Regions from separate parts of the Sus scrofa genome. Here region 1 is linked to region 2. A link is a contact called in public Hi-C data. All regions are on one chromosome and are shown on one strand. The core of a region is the stretch at or near the end of the contact, and the rest is flanking DNA. Distances in the headings are between cores, read along the strand shown. Region 1 holds the start of GLO1 (lactoylglutathione lyase). Region 2 holds the start of BTBD9 (BTB domain containing 9).

What was found. A called contact is a pair of places that touch in the nucleus more often than the background predicts.
Region 1: a Hi-C map of liver shows a contact between it and region 2, with 3 times the contacts expected there. The contact joins the promoter of GLO1 here to the promoter of BTBD9 in region 2. A contact is called at or near these places in 7 of 47 Hi-C or Micro-C datasets (alveolar macrophages, blood, fetal heart ventricle and 3 more) and 1 of 2 datasets of contacts at active chromatin or transcription factors (alveolar macrophages).

What each region holds. Positions count from the first base shown.
Region 1 is chr7:34,182,280-34,188,428 of Sscrofa11.1, forward strand. It overlaps GLO1 (lactoylglutathione lyase), which reads right to left and starts at 1,281. Exons shown (of 6, transcript XM_001927957.5): 1 at 1,102-1,281. The coding sequence starts at 1,185.
Region 2 is chr7:34,119,159-34,125,306 of Sscrofa11.1, forward strand. BTBD9 (BTB domain containing 9) reads right to left here and starts at 3,439. Exons shown (of 12, transcript NM_001243303.1): 1 at 3,370-3,439. It overlaps LOC110261680 (a long non-coding RNA gene), which reads left to right and starts at 3,723. Exons shown (of 5, transcript XR_002346133.1): 1 at 3,723-4,318; 2 at 6,042-6,148.

The sequences.
Region 1 (6,149 bases), core at 31-2,530, 61 kb after region 2:
ACTAGGTATTAACATTAGAGAGTATAAAAGTAAAATGAATGTGAGAAGAAATATATATATATATTTACTTCTTTCCCCTTTAATTTTGCAGTGACTAACATTTTTCCTAAGCTAAGTACTACCAGGTGCTAGTCAAAGGCTTTAGCAATTAGAAATGTCTGAAGCTTCACCCTGCAGGCAAAGAACAAGTAGGGACTAAAGTCACCTACTGGTTTTAGAGGTCCGTACAATGCACTAACCGATCTCCAAGGCATTTAGAACTTCCTGAGTCAAATGAATAATACTAAGGCGTTTACTGATAGTGCTGAGGACTTTGGGGTAAACCTCCGGAGCGGCTGCTGGGTTTAATCTTGACAATTCACGGAGGCACCACGCCCGAGCGAGTTACACTGACTCACCACAGACACGTTAAGCAAGCTGAAGGGATGAAAGCCTTCATCTACAACTGGTCATTCCTTTTACTGAGTCTCAGCTGCAAAGCGACGGTCAGTGAAGGAATTTCTAAGATTCCCTTCGGATCTAAGCTCTGCGATTCTGCGGTCTCCTGAGGCCACAGCACAAGTGCGGCCGAAAGCGACCGTAAAGGCCAATCGAAAGCCAAACTGTGGGCGCGGTTAAAGTCAGGAGCCATGAATTGGTTTGCAGGAGTTAAACCCGGAGCCAGGACAGTTACAGAAAAATGACCCAGGCTGGGAGGGACCGGCCCGTAACCTTCGAACCTAGACTGGAGGTCTGAAACTGCTCCTCTTACCAGCCCTGGCTACTGACCTAGGGAACATGCACACACACAGACAAGGGCTCTGATCCTGGCTCAGCCGTGGTTTCCAGTTACCATCCCAAACCAAACAAATCAAAGGAGGGTCGCGCGCGGTCTTTTAAAAAAACTTCAAGAGACGGATCATCCCCCTTTGGACACTACTGGCTCTCTTCCCAGCCCACTCCGGTCAGCCCAAAGCGGGCGGAGCTGCAGGGGTGGCCAGACGGTATTCGAATCACCCAGCCCAAGCTGGGCCTGGCTGAGCCCGGGGATCTGCTCCCTTCAGGGGGCCCCAGTCGCGCCACGCAGGGCTTCGACTCTGGAGAATTAGGTACTGCGCCCACCTTGGTGCTGGGGTCCGGGTCGGAGCAGCAGGCGAGGGCAGCCTCGTCGGTGAGGCCGCTGGACGCGAGCTGCGGTTCTGCCATGGCTAATTGCGTATCACCGAAGACGGTCCCCGAGAATGCAGCAGCCTCCCACAGCCGCCCCAAGCTCCCTCTAACCAGCGACCACGCGACGGCGCGGCAGGGCGGGTGGCTGCTGACTTTCAGCCAATAGCTGCGCGGAGAGCAAATTCGCTTTCTGCTGATTGGGTTCCAGTGAGTGAGCGCCTCCGGCCACAGGTCTGCGCCCAAGACTACAATGCCCAAGGTGCCTTGCGTGTGATGGAGGCAAGCTTGAGGTAAAACAGAAAAACAAACAAAAAAACGCTGCCAGCTTGAAAGCGCGGTTCTCTCAGTTGCTTGATGACCCAATTTTGATTCTGTTTAACTGTTAAAGTTCAGTAACTACTATACCTCAGGGCTGCAAAGTGCTAGGAAGTAGGAATCTGGTGGAAAGAGAATGGGGAGTTATAATTTTTAAATGATAAGGATCCAAAAGTATTCTCTCAGTTTAAGCGGCACGGGATAATTAAAACAACTCTGACTTTGTCAAAAACCTTGGTTCAGGTTTTGGTTCCAATATTTATTAGTTCTAGAATCTTGGAATATTTACCGACCCTTCTCTGAGCTTCCTTGCAGGATTTTGGTGAGGATCACAGGATATTTGTTATGATTTCACTACTATCTAAATGTCCATAACTTGCAGTGTGTTTTATGTTAATTATACTAGGGCATATATTTTAACCGTGTTCAAGCGTTGGTTTGAATGAGGAGCAACGTTTGGTAGCGGAAATTTAAATTATTATAAACACTTTGGAAAATAACTTGACAGCATCCAGAAGTTAAAGATAACACATCCTAGGATCCACTATTAAGTATATATCCTAGAGGATTATTGTGCCTATACTCTAAGTATAAGAAACAAGGTTGAATTAAAAAAAAAATAGGTGAAGCCGAAATGTCCAAAGTAAGAAAATAGTTTATTTTCATACAGTGGAATAATATACGTAAGTGAAAATTAATGAATGTGGGGGACATATTTCAACATTGATAAATCTTAGAAATAGAAATGAAATAATTAATGTTATATAAGAATTCATATGATCAATACAATTTTTGCTAAGCTTTAAACTCTGCAGTGATATAATGTATTGCTTAGAGCTAAATATACATCCAGTAATGGCATCAGGAAGTGCCTGGGAATAAACAACTCCATTCAGGAACATGATTTCCTCTGTGCAGCAATGAAGGAAGCCAAAGAGGAGGGATACACTTGGGCTTTAAATGTTTTGACATTGTTTTACAGCTTAAGCTGGATGTTGGGTAAATGGATAGTTGTATTATTCTTTATACCTCTCTGTGTATCTTAAATATGTATAAAATACTTTTTAAAAGCTTAAAAGTAGTAAGTGCCACATACAGAAACAAAAGGGAAGATGGCAGTAGTGGGGAAGGAATAGTTTAGAATAGTCAGTATTTTGGAAGGCACAAATTCCAAATATGGTCTAGAAGTGGTTCTTTTCTTTTGTTTTCTTTTTTTTGGCCATGCCCACAACATCCAGAAATTCTCAGGCCAGGGACTGAACCTGAGCCACCACAGTGACAACACTGAGTCCTTAACCAATAGGCCACCAGGGAACTCCAGAAGTGTTTCCTTTTTGGTAGCAGGGCTATTAGTTTCCTAGAACTGATGTAAAAAATTTCCAAAAATTTGGTGGCTTAAAACAACCAAAATTTACTCTCTCACAATTCTGGAAGCTAGAAGTGTGAAATCAAGTTGTTGGCAGGGCTATACTCTCTCTCTGAAGGCTCCAGGGAAGAATACTTTCTCGCCTCTTCCAGCTTTTGGTGGTTCCACATGTTCCCTGGTTTGTGGCATTATAACGCTAGTCTCTGCCTTGGGCTTCATATGGCCTTCTTCACCGGATCTGAAATCTCTTTCCTCTTCCTCTTCTAAGGACACTAGTCAGAGGATTAAGGGCCCACAGTAGACCCAGGGTGATCTCACCTTGAGGTCCTTACTACATTTGCAAAGACACCATTTTCAGACAAGGTCACATTCACAGACAGACAGGTGCCAGAAGTTAAGTCTTGGACATAGTTTTTTTTTTTGAAGGGACACCATTCAACCCACTGCAAGGTACATATACCTTTTTTTTTTTTTTTTTCATTTTCGTTTGTAAAATTAAGATTAGGAGATCTATTCAGGGTATGTTTAAGACTTTTTTTTTTTAATGGCCACACCCATGACATATGGAAGTTCCTAGGCTGGGGTTGGAATCCTAGCAGCAGCTGGGGCAATGCCAGATCCTTTAACTCACTGTACCAGCAGGGGGTCAAACCCATACCGCCACAGTGACCTGAGCCGCTGCAGTCAGGTTCTTAACCCACTGAGCCACAGTGGGAACTCCTGTTTAAAACAATTTTATGGCAGAGTTCAGTTTCCTTAAGGAACATCATTTCATTATTTGCTTTGGTTCCTTTTTTTTTTTTACCTAAATAGAATGGACAGCTAAACAGGGTATAAGTGTACTGTTCAGCCATAAACCAGTTATCCTGGAAGCTTGAAGAATTAACTGTGGATAGTTAAAAATCAGTATTTATATTTTACATGAATGGCTGGCTGTGTTATTTGATAACACGATAATAACAAGATCACATGACTATGTTAGGACAATTATAACAGCAAATATTGATAATCTGTATGCTTTAATTGCACATTACCAACAACATCTAGACATTTCCAATTGCTTATCTTGACATTTTTATTTCTGTCAATAGTATCATCTTTCCCTCAGTCAATGAGGCTTGAAACCAAACATTACAGAGGTATAGATTTTTGTAATAGGAAAGGAACTTAGAGATCATCTTATCTCCTGCATTTTATTTTACAAATGAGGACAACCAGGACTAGAGCACTTTTACAATATGAATTTCAGAACTAATTAGTTGAGTTATTGAGTAGCACAGTCCAGGGCTAACATGCAGATCCCCTGATTACCAGTTCGGTGTATTTTTTTCCTGTACTACACACACTAATACTAATAATACTAACAATAACTAGCATTGATTAAACCATTACCATGTACTGCTGTACTAAGTGTTTCTGTGTACATTCCCTCACTATATTTTCAGGGACATTTAGTTCTCAGGCTCTTGGGCAGTCTAACCATTTAATGTTTTATATATGCTACACAGTGCTTTCTTTCTATTAAGCATCAAGAAAACTCTATGGAAGGTATACTTTTCCCACTTTTCAGGCATCCTCAGGTGTGCTATTATTTGGCAGTATTCTATGAACCTAGTTTTTTGCTAGACTTAATGAAACTACTGCATGGACCATCATGCTAACAAACTTAATACTGTAATACACATTTTTAGGAAAAAAACCTCTGTCCACAGCAGAGATAATGCCAGATCCTTAATCTGCTGAGCCACCAGGGAACTCCTAGTATTATTTTTTTAGAATATATTTTCAAAAGAGGAATTTGTAGGTTAAGGCATACAGATGTATATAATGCTCTTTAAAGGATATGATATTCTGTAATTTGTATACTATATCGGAATATACAGATATACTCCTGACTGGGAAGATGGCAGGGGTTAAACCTGCCACAACCTCATACGTGTCAAAAATAGGTGGCGAGAGACCCTTTATTACTCACAGCCCAATTAACAGGAGTATCACATGGGAGGCCAGTGCTGGGCAACGATATGGGCCCAGATGCACGCAGTGGATTGTGCGGCAGCTAAGGATTCAGGGCAAAGAGCTTAGCATCTTTTGTAGCAGGCAATAAACAAACTAGTCCCTCTCCCCTGGGAAGTGACGGTTGCTTCTTAGTCACACCATGGATGCTGTTACCTGCTTAAAATGCCTACACACTAGCTAAGGAAACAGCTCAGGGTCAAAGGCCAGAACTTGCAATTTGACAAACTGAGTAAGATGGGCAGGGCCCTGTAAGCTCTTAGGGACTGCCTTGCCCCATAACCTAATACTGTATAATCACTGCATGGTATTTCCTGATATGGATGGACCAGGGCTTATCTACTTTTACTTGTGATTTCAGGTGGCAGATCTTCCAGTTCTCATTTTAGATTGGTCTACTTGAAAGACTGGTTTTAACACCTAATTAAAATGGAGACCCATCAGGTCAGGGGGTGACAAAAAAAGCAGAAATGTACCAGAAAGGGAGGATGGGTGAACCTTGAAAAGTCGTCAGTTTTCTCCAGTCATTCTACTCTTTATATTACTAGTCATAGGTTTCTGAGCAAACAAATTCAAAAGACAACATTTAATCTTCTCTAGTGAGACATTAAGTAACTTCAGAAAATATAAAAGTCATAGGAAAATTTATTTTACATAACTATGTGCTTCCGTGCCAATCCCCTTACAGCATTCCCTGGAATCCTCTCACGCCCTCAAAAACTCCATCTCTGCAAGTTCCCTGGTGGCCTAGCAGTTAAGGATCCGGTATTGTCACCGCTATGGCTCCTGTCACCGCTGCTGTGGCGGGGGTTCGATCCCTCGCCTGGGAACTTCGGTAGGTGCGGCCAAAAACAACAACAACAAAACAAAAAAACAAAACTATCTTTGGGCACCGGTTCCTTCTGTGGCCCAAGGGCCCTTAAACAGTGTTTCACTTCTGGGGTCGTGGGGTGAGTGACCTGGTCTGTGCCTGCGCAGGGCGGGGAGGGGGCGGGGAAAGCCCTTGTCCCGGAGGCTCAGCGCCCGGCAGAGCCCGCGCGGGGGGCCGGGGAGCGAGCCAGCCTCGCACTCCCAACGGCCGGGCCTGGGTGGCCACGGAGGCCAGGCAGGAGCAGATCCGAGGAGAGCGGCTGCCAGGGGCCGCCCGGCTGAGCTGAGCTGAGCGGAGCGGCGGGTGAGTGCGCCTCAGCGGCGCGAGTTGAGCCGGATTCCTGGCTCCGCCGAGGCCCCGCGGGTCTTCCTCCCCCGGGGGGGACTGGAGTCGGGGCTGAATACAGCCCCTGCCCCCATCTCTCAACTAGTC
Region 2 (6,148 bases), core at 2,189-4,688:
GATCAAACTCGCGTTCTAGTGGATACTAGTCAGGTTCTTACCCCGCTGAGCCAACTCCAGTAACACTTTTTTTTAATTGAAGTGTGGCTGATTTACAATGCTGTGTTTAAAAGTGATGAACCTGGAGTTCCTCTTGTGGCTCAGCAGTACTGAATCTGTCTAGTATCTATGAGGATGCAGGTATGATCCTTGGCCCCAATCAGAGGGTTAAGGACCCAGCATTGCTGTGAGCTGCAGTGTAGGGGTGTAGGTTGGCGGCTACAGCTCCAATTCAACCCCCAGCCTGGGAACTTCCATATGCTGCAGACCCTAAAAAGACAAAAAAAAAAAAAAGAGTGATGAACTCTTCTCATAAAAATTATGATTAGTGTTTGTCTCCTCTCATGAATTCCTGGTAACTCAGGTATACTGCATTTTATTCTTTGTCTTCCTAGCCAGCACCCAATAAATATTTGCTGAGTTATTAAATAATGCAACATTTGGTGTTGCAACATTACAAAGGTTGGCAATACAACTTCAGGTTTATGCAACAGTCAAAAGAATGCTCACTTAACAAAAGATGAAGACTAAGGGTTCAATATTTAGCAACAGCACCTTTAACTTTCTCAAATCTTTTTGTCAATATTTTTGAGCACCCTTTCTTCAAATGACCCTTTTCCAGCTAACATTATTTGTATTTTTACAAGGTCAGCGGTAACTACAAACTTCATAGGCCACTAAAGGAGATAATCCTAAGCAAAACTGTGTCACCGAGAGTGGCTGGATAATTGCTTTGGGTACATCATTTCAGGAAATTTCCAATGGATCAGCCCAAGCACATCAGGTAGATTTTAGAAATGAGGACATGCGCTGCTGACTAAGTACAGAAGATACAGACACATTAGTGAGGCATTTATTCTAATTAGTAACTGAAATCAGAGGTATATTGTACCTCTGATTTGGTTCAACTACAGTATTTGGTTCAATCTGATTCTGGTTTAACTACAATATCCTTTCATTTTAAGTAAAGATAACACTTAGTCTTGTCTAAGACTCTACTTTGAGTAACACAACTCCCACCCCTCTCAAGCAGGCTCTATCTTGTTATCAGTGGAATGGTGATAAACCTGCCTTAGTCTTAATACTTGCCCTTCCCCACCTGCTAAACCTTATCTTCCCAAATCTCCCCTATCAGAGACTTCTGCTCCACTCATAGGACATGTAAAGTGCCTCAATATATCACCCAATGACCAAATTCACAGTTTTCTCAACATACGACTATCTCTTCTCTAAGAGAAATTTCACACTTCTTTCAAAGACAAGATCAGGAGTTCCAAATCGTTAACAAATCCGACTAGGAACCATGAGGTTGCGGGTTCAATCCCTAGCCTTGCTCAGTGGGTTAAGGATCCGGCATTGCCATGAGCTGTGGTGTAGGTTGCAGACTCAGCTTGGATCCCGAGTTGCTGTGGCTCTGGCATAGACCGGTGGCTACAGCTCCGATTAGACCCCTAGCCTGGGAACCTCCATATGCCACAGGACAGCCAAAAAAAAAAAAAAAAGAAAATCCAGGAACACTGGCACCCAGCTTCCCAAAGAAGACAGAAGTCTAGTTCTCTGCCCTAGAAAAGGCAAAAAAAAAAAAAAAAGAAAGAAAAAGAAAAATGACAAAGACAAGATCAAATCTTACCTCTCCCAAAGAATTCACTCACTCAGCCCACAAGTCTTATCTCTTCTAAACTTCTACTACACTCAAAAGTATAGCATTTCACATAACACCTGTTTACACACCTCATTTGGTTTCATAATTATATTACATGTTTTATTTTCCTAGCTAGACTGTTTGCTTTTAAAGGGGGAAAAAAAAAAAAACAGGTCTTTTATGTCATTTGTAATCCCACAATCCTCTTCCCACATATAGCATAATAACGGGCAGAGGGGACAAAGGTATTAACTACTTGAAGGACTGAGTTAAATGCTTGCTATACACTGACCCATGACTTATCCGTGGTGTCATATATAATAAATATTTATTACGTGCCTATCCTGTGGCAGGCACTTTCGTAGGTACTAGAGATATGGCCCTGAAGAAAACAAACATGATTTCTGTCCTAAAAGGTATTGTATTTCAGCGCGCAAGATACTGAATTCCAAGTAACGGAGCAAGGTTGTCACTGGTTCCAAGATGAAAGAACCTCAAGCAACATACTTTACAGATCCTCAGTGATGCAACTGAATCACAGAATTTTAACGCTAAATGGAAAGTTACAAGTTGTTTTTTTTTAATTTCCTGCACAAATCATGATTAAATGTCAGTATAGTCTCTTTCTGCCGGTTCTAGGCACTGCCTTCATCAACAGTCAGAAAAGGCTGACTGCTTTTCTACCTCCCATACTCCATTCTCCCAAGCATGGTCACTACACCCATCACACATCTACCCACGAGGGAGTCCAGCGCATCAAGAAGAAAGCACTGGACTGATAATTAGCTGCACCTTTCCAATCAAGCTTGTAAGACCATCTACATTTTCTAGCCCACACGCCGAACAGAATCTGTATTTTCTGCCTAGTAAACAGCAAGCCTCCATTACTTTTAAGAAAAACAAAAACCACCGCCTCCACACTTCCTTGGCCCTAATAATGACAGAAGAGCAACATAGTTTAGGGAAATAAAACAGGTGATTTGAGTATAGGAAGAAGAACCATAGATGGCTATCTGTCCCTTGGCTTCAAAATCTGCAGCAACAATGTGATAAAAATGCTCAGGGCCGCCAAAGTTTTGTGCGTGCATTAAACACGTGCACACACCCATGAAGTTGGAAACACCAGGCAACAGGTTGGCCGCCCCCTCTACACTGACAGATCGCCTTCCCCAGGTCGTGGGTGTGTCTGATGCCGCACGCAGGCACAGATTCACAACTCTCTCCATAACAACCCTCTCCTCCTCGGGGCCCAGCCAGGGCAGGGGCGTTGAAGGCCCCAGCAATGCCAAACTTTCCGAACCCCAATCACAGCGTCCCCGGTTCCGCCTCGGCCAGGTCTCGAGGGGCAGCAGGTGAGGCTACTCCGGGAACCCGGGCTTCTCGGGATTCCGACTTCTCGGTCCGAAGCCTGGCAGAGCCACCCCGAACCACCGCCCCACCCCGACGCCTGCTCCCCACGACACCTTTCAGGACTAAAGAGGCTTCGCTGATCCCCGGCTGCCGCTTGCCAGAGCGCCCGCGCCCAAGAATTGACCCTCGTCAGCCCCCGTCCCCGCTCTGTCCCCGCTCCTTCCCCGCCCCCGGAGAAAGCGGCTGCGGGGCATGGAGGGGAGCGCGTCCCCGCGCCCCGGGCCCGCGCAGCAGGTGCGGCCAGGCCCCACCTCCCCAGCGAGGCCGCGGCTACTCACTCCCACGATGTTCCTCTGCGACCTCGCCGCGGGCACAGACGCCTCTTCCGCCCGCTTCGCACCCCCCTCGTAGCCACCGCCCCCTCGGCCGCTGCCGTCACCGCCGTCCTCGCCACCGCCGCCGCCGCGGCGCGCGTCCGCTCTCACGCACACCGCCGTGGCCGCGCACGCGCCTCTGCGCGCTGGCGTCACTTAGCAACCGATCGGTGGCGGGCCCGCGGGATCCGGGGATTTAGGACCCGGAGTTACCTCCCGCGGGTTTTGCGGCTTACCCCACCCGCGAGACCCGCTGCCCTCTAGAGTAGGGGGCCCCAGGGTGTGGCCGTCCTGCCGGCACCTGGCTCAGGGTAAGTCATGTCAGTGTACGTCACTGTTTGGCGTAACTGATTGCGTCACTGCAAGTGGGAAGGTCCCTGTCGCAATCGCTGGGGCGCCCGTGGAAAGAGCAGCGGCCTTGTCCAGAGTTGGGAGGACACCACGGCCAGTTCTGCAGCGTTCAGGAAGTCTCTCCAAAGACTGGGACCAGAAGGGGCTGAGTGCACGGCTAATGTGGAAGACCGCTGAATGACACTCGTTCACTAGCAGCAGCGTGTGACGGACCTGGCCTAATTCCCCAGACTGTTTCCTCATTTTATAAATGAGGATAACTACCCATTCTGCCTACGTTGGAGAATTGTGCGGCTAAAAGAAAATAATGTATGCAAAGGTGTTTTTAAAGTATAAGGCTCACTGGACTTTAAAACATCTTTTTTATAAGAGAAAACAGTCGGGCAAGAGCAGTTAAGAGCCTGGACTTTGGAGTCAGGGAAACCTAGGTACAAATCTGATCCTGCTTGTTGGACAGTCAATTCTGCTTGATCTGTGGGCAAACTGGAGGTCCGGGGTGTGGGGATTTGGAGACAATAACTGGAAAGCATGCTTAATTCCAGACAAAGTTTCGTGAGTAAAGGTATGCAAGTGAAAATGGACAGAAAGAGCAAAGCTTGAGGCAGAAGACCATTACGAGGTCATAGCTGTACTCCACATAAGAAGTGGTCAGAGGCTTAACCAAAGCATTGGCAGTGGGAATAGGCAGAGGAAGGGATAGAGGTGAGCACTGTTGAGGTAGTAGAGTTGACAGCACTGAGTGAGGGAAAGACAAGTAGGCCAAGTTTCTAGTATGGGTGCCGGGGTAAATGGTGGGGACATTTAACAAGATGTGAAGAAGAATGAGTCTAAGTTATCTACAAGTTTCTTTCTTTTTTTTTTTTTTTTTTTTTTGTCTTTTTGCCTTTTCTAGGGCCACTTCCGAGGCATATGGAGGTTCCCAGGCTAGGGGTCTAATTGGAACTGTAGCCACTGGCCTATGCCAGAGCCACAGCAATGCGGGATCCGTGCCACATCTTCGACCTACACCACAGCTCAAGGCAATGCTGGATCCATAACCCACTGAGCAAGGCCAGGGACTGAACCCGAAACCTCATGGTTCCTAGTCAGATTCCGTTAACCACTGAGGATTCGTTAACCACTGTGCCACGATGGGAACGTCTATAAGTTTCTGATCTAAGGTACTAGATAATAACAGTGACAGTCCGAGGAGGATGATCAGATTTGTGGGATATGATGATAAGTTCAAAAATGGATATGTTGGGGAAACATTTATTCTTCACTCATCATGTTTCCTTCAATACAAAGTAACATTCATTTGTACATAATATAATCCTGGCTTCTCACTGCACCTGCCTCCAGCTCACTCCTCGCTGGAGCAGTGATTTCCTGGCTGATGAAATTAAAAGGAGAAAATGGATATGTGTAGCCCATACCATTTTTTCTTCTTAAAGCTTCTGGAGTCCCCTCATGGCCCAGCAGGTTAAGGATTCAGTGTTGTACTGCTGTGGCTCCAGTCACTGCTGTGGCACAGGTTCAGTCCCTGACCCAGGAGCTATCACATGCTGTGGGTGTAGCCAAAAAAAAAAAAAAAGAAAGAAAGAAAAAAGAAAAGAAGAAAAGAAAGCTTCCATTAGGGAAATTTGTGTTCTCTGATTCACCAGGAGCAGGGCCTAGGGGTGGGATTGAGGGTGCCTAGTCCAGGAATACAAGTTAGTAAAGCTATTTTTTTTTTTTTTTTTGTCTTTCTAGGGCTGCACCCATAGCATATGGAGGTTCCCAGTCTGGGGGAGGGGGGGGTCAAATCAGAGCTACAGCTGCCAGCCTACGCCAGAACCACAGCAACGCCAGATCCGAGCCATGTCTGCGACCTACATCACAGCTCACGGCAATGCCAGATCCTTAACCCACTGAGCAAGGTCAGGGATCAAACCCACAATCTCATGGTTCCTAGTCTGGATTCATTTCCTCTGCGCCAAGACTGGAACTCCCCTATTTGATTTTAGACTTTAGCATTAGGGAGCTCTGCGTCCACAGGTAATATCCAATACCAACTTTGTTAGTTATAGTATACAGAATTATGGTCCCTGAAAGAGGTTCATGTCCTAATCTCCAGAACCTGTGAATGTCACCCTACATGGCAAAAGGGACTTTGCAGGTGTGTTAAATTAGGGATCTTGAGATGGGTTATCTTGGATTGTCTGGTGGGCTGGAGGCAGGAGAGTGGGAGTCAGAGAATGAGATTCAATGATGAAAGCAGAGGTCAGAGAGAAAGATTTTAAGAATCTGCACTGCTGGCTTTGCAGATGGAGCCAAGGAATGCTGGTGGCCTCTAGAAGCTGGAAAAGGCAGGGAAACAGATTCTCCCCTCAAGCCCTGCCAACGCCTTGATTGTAGGATCTCTTATCTCCAG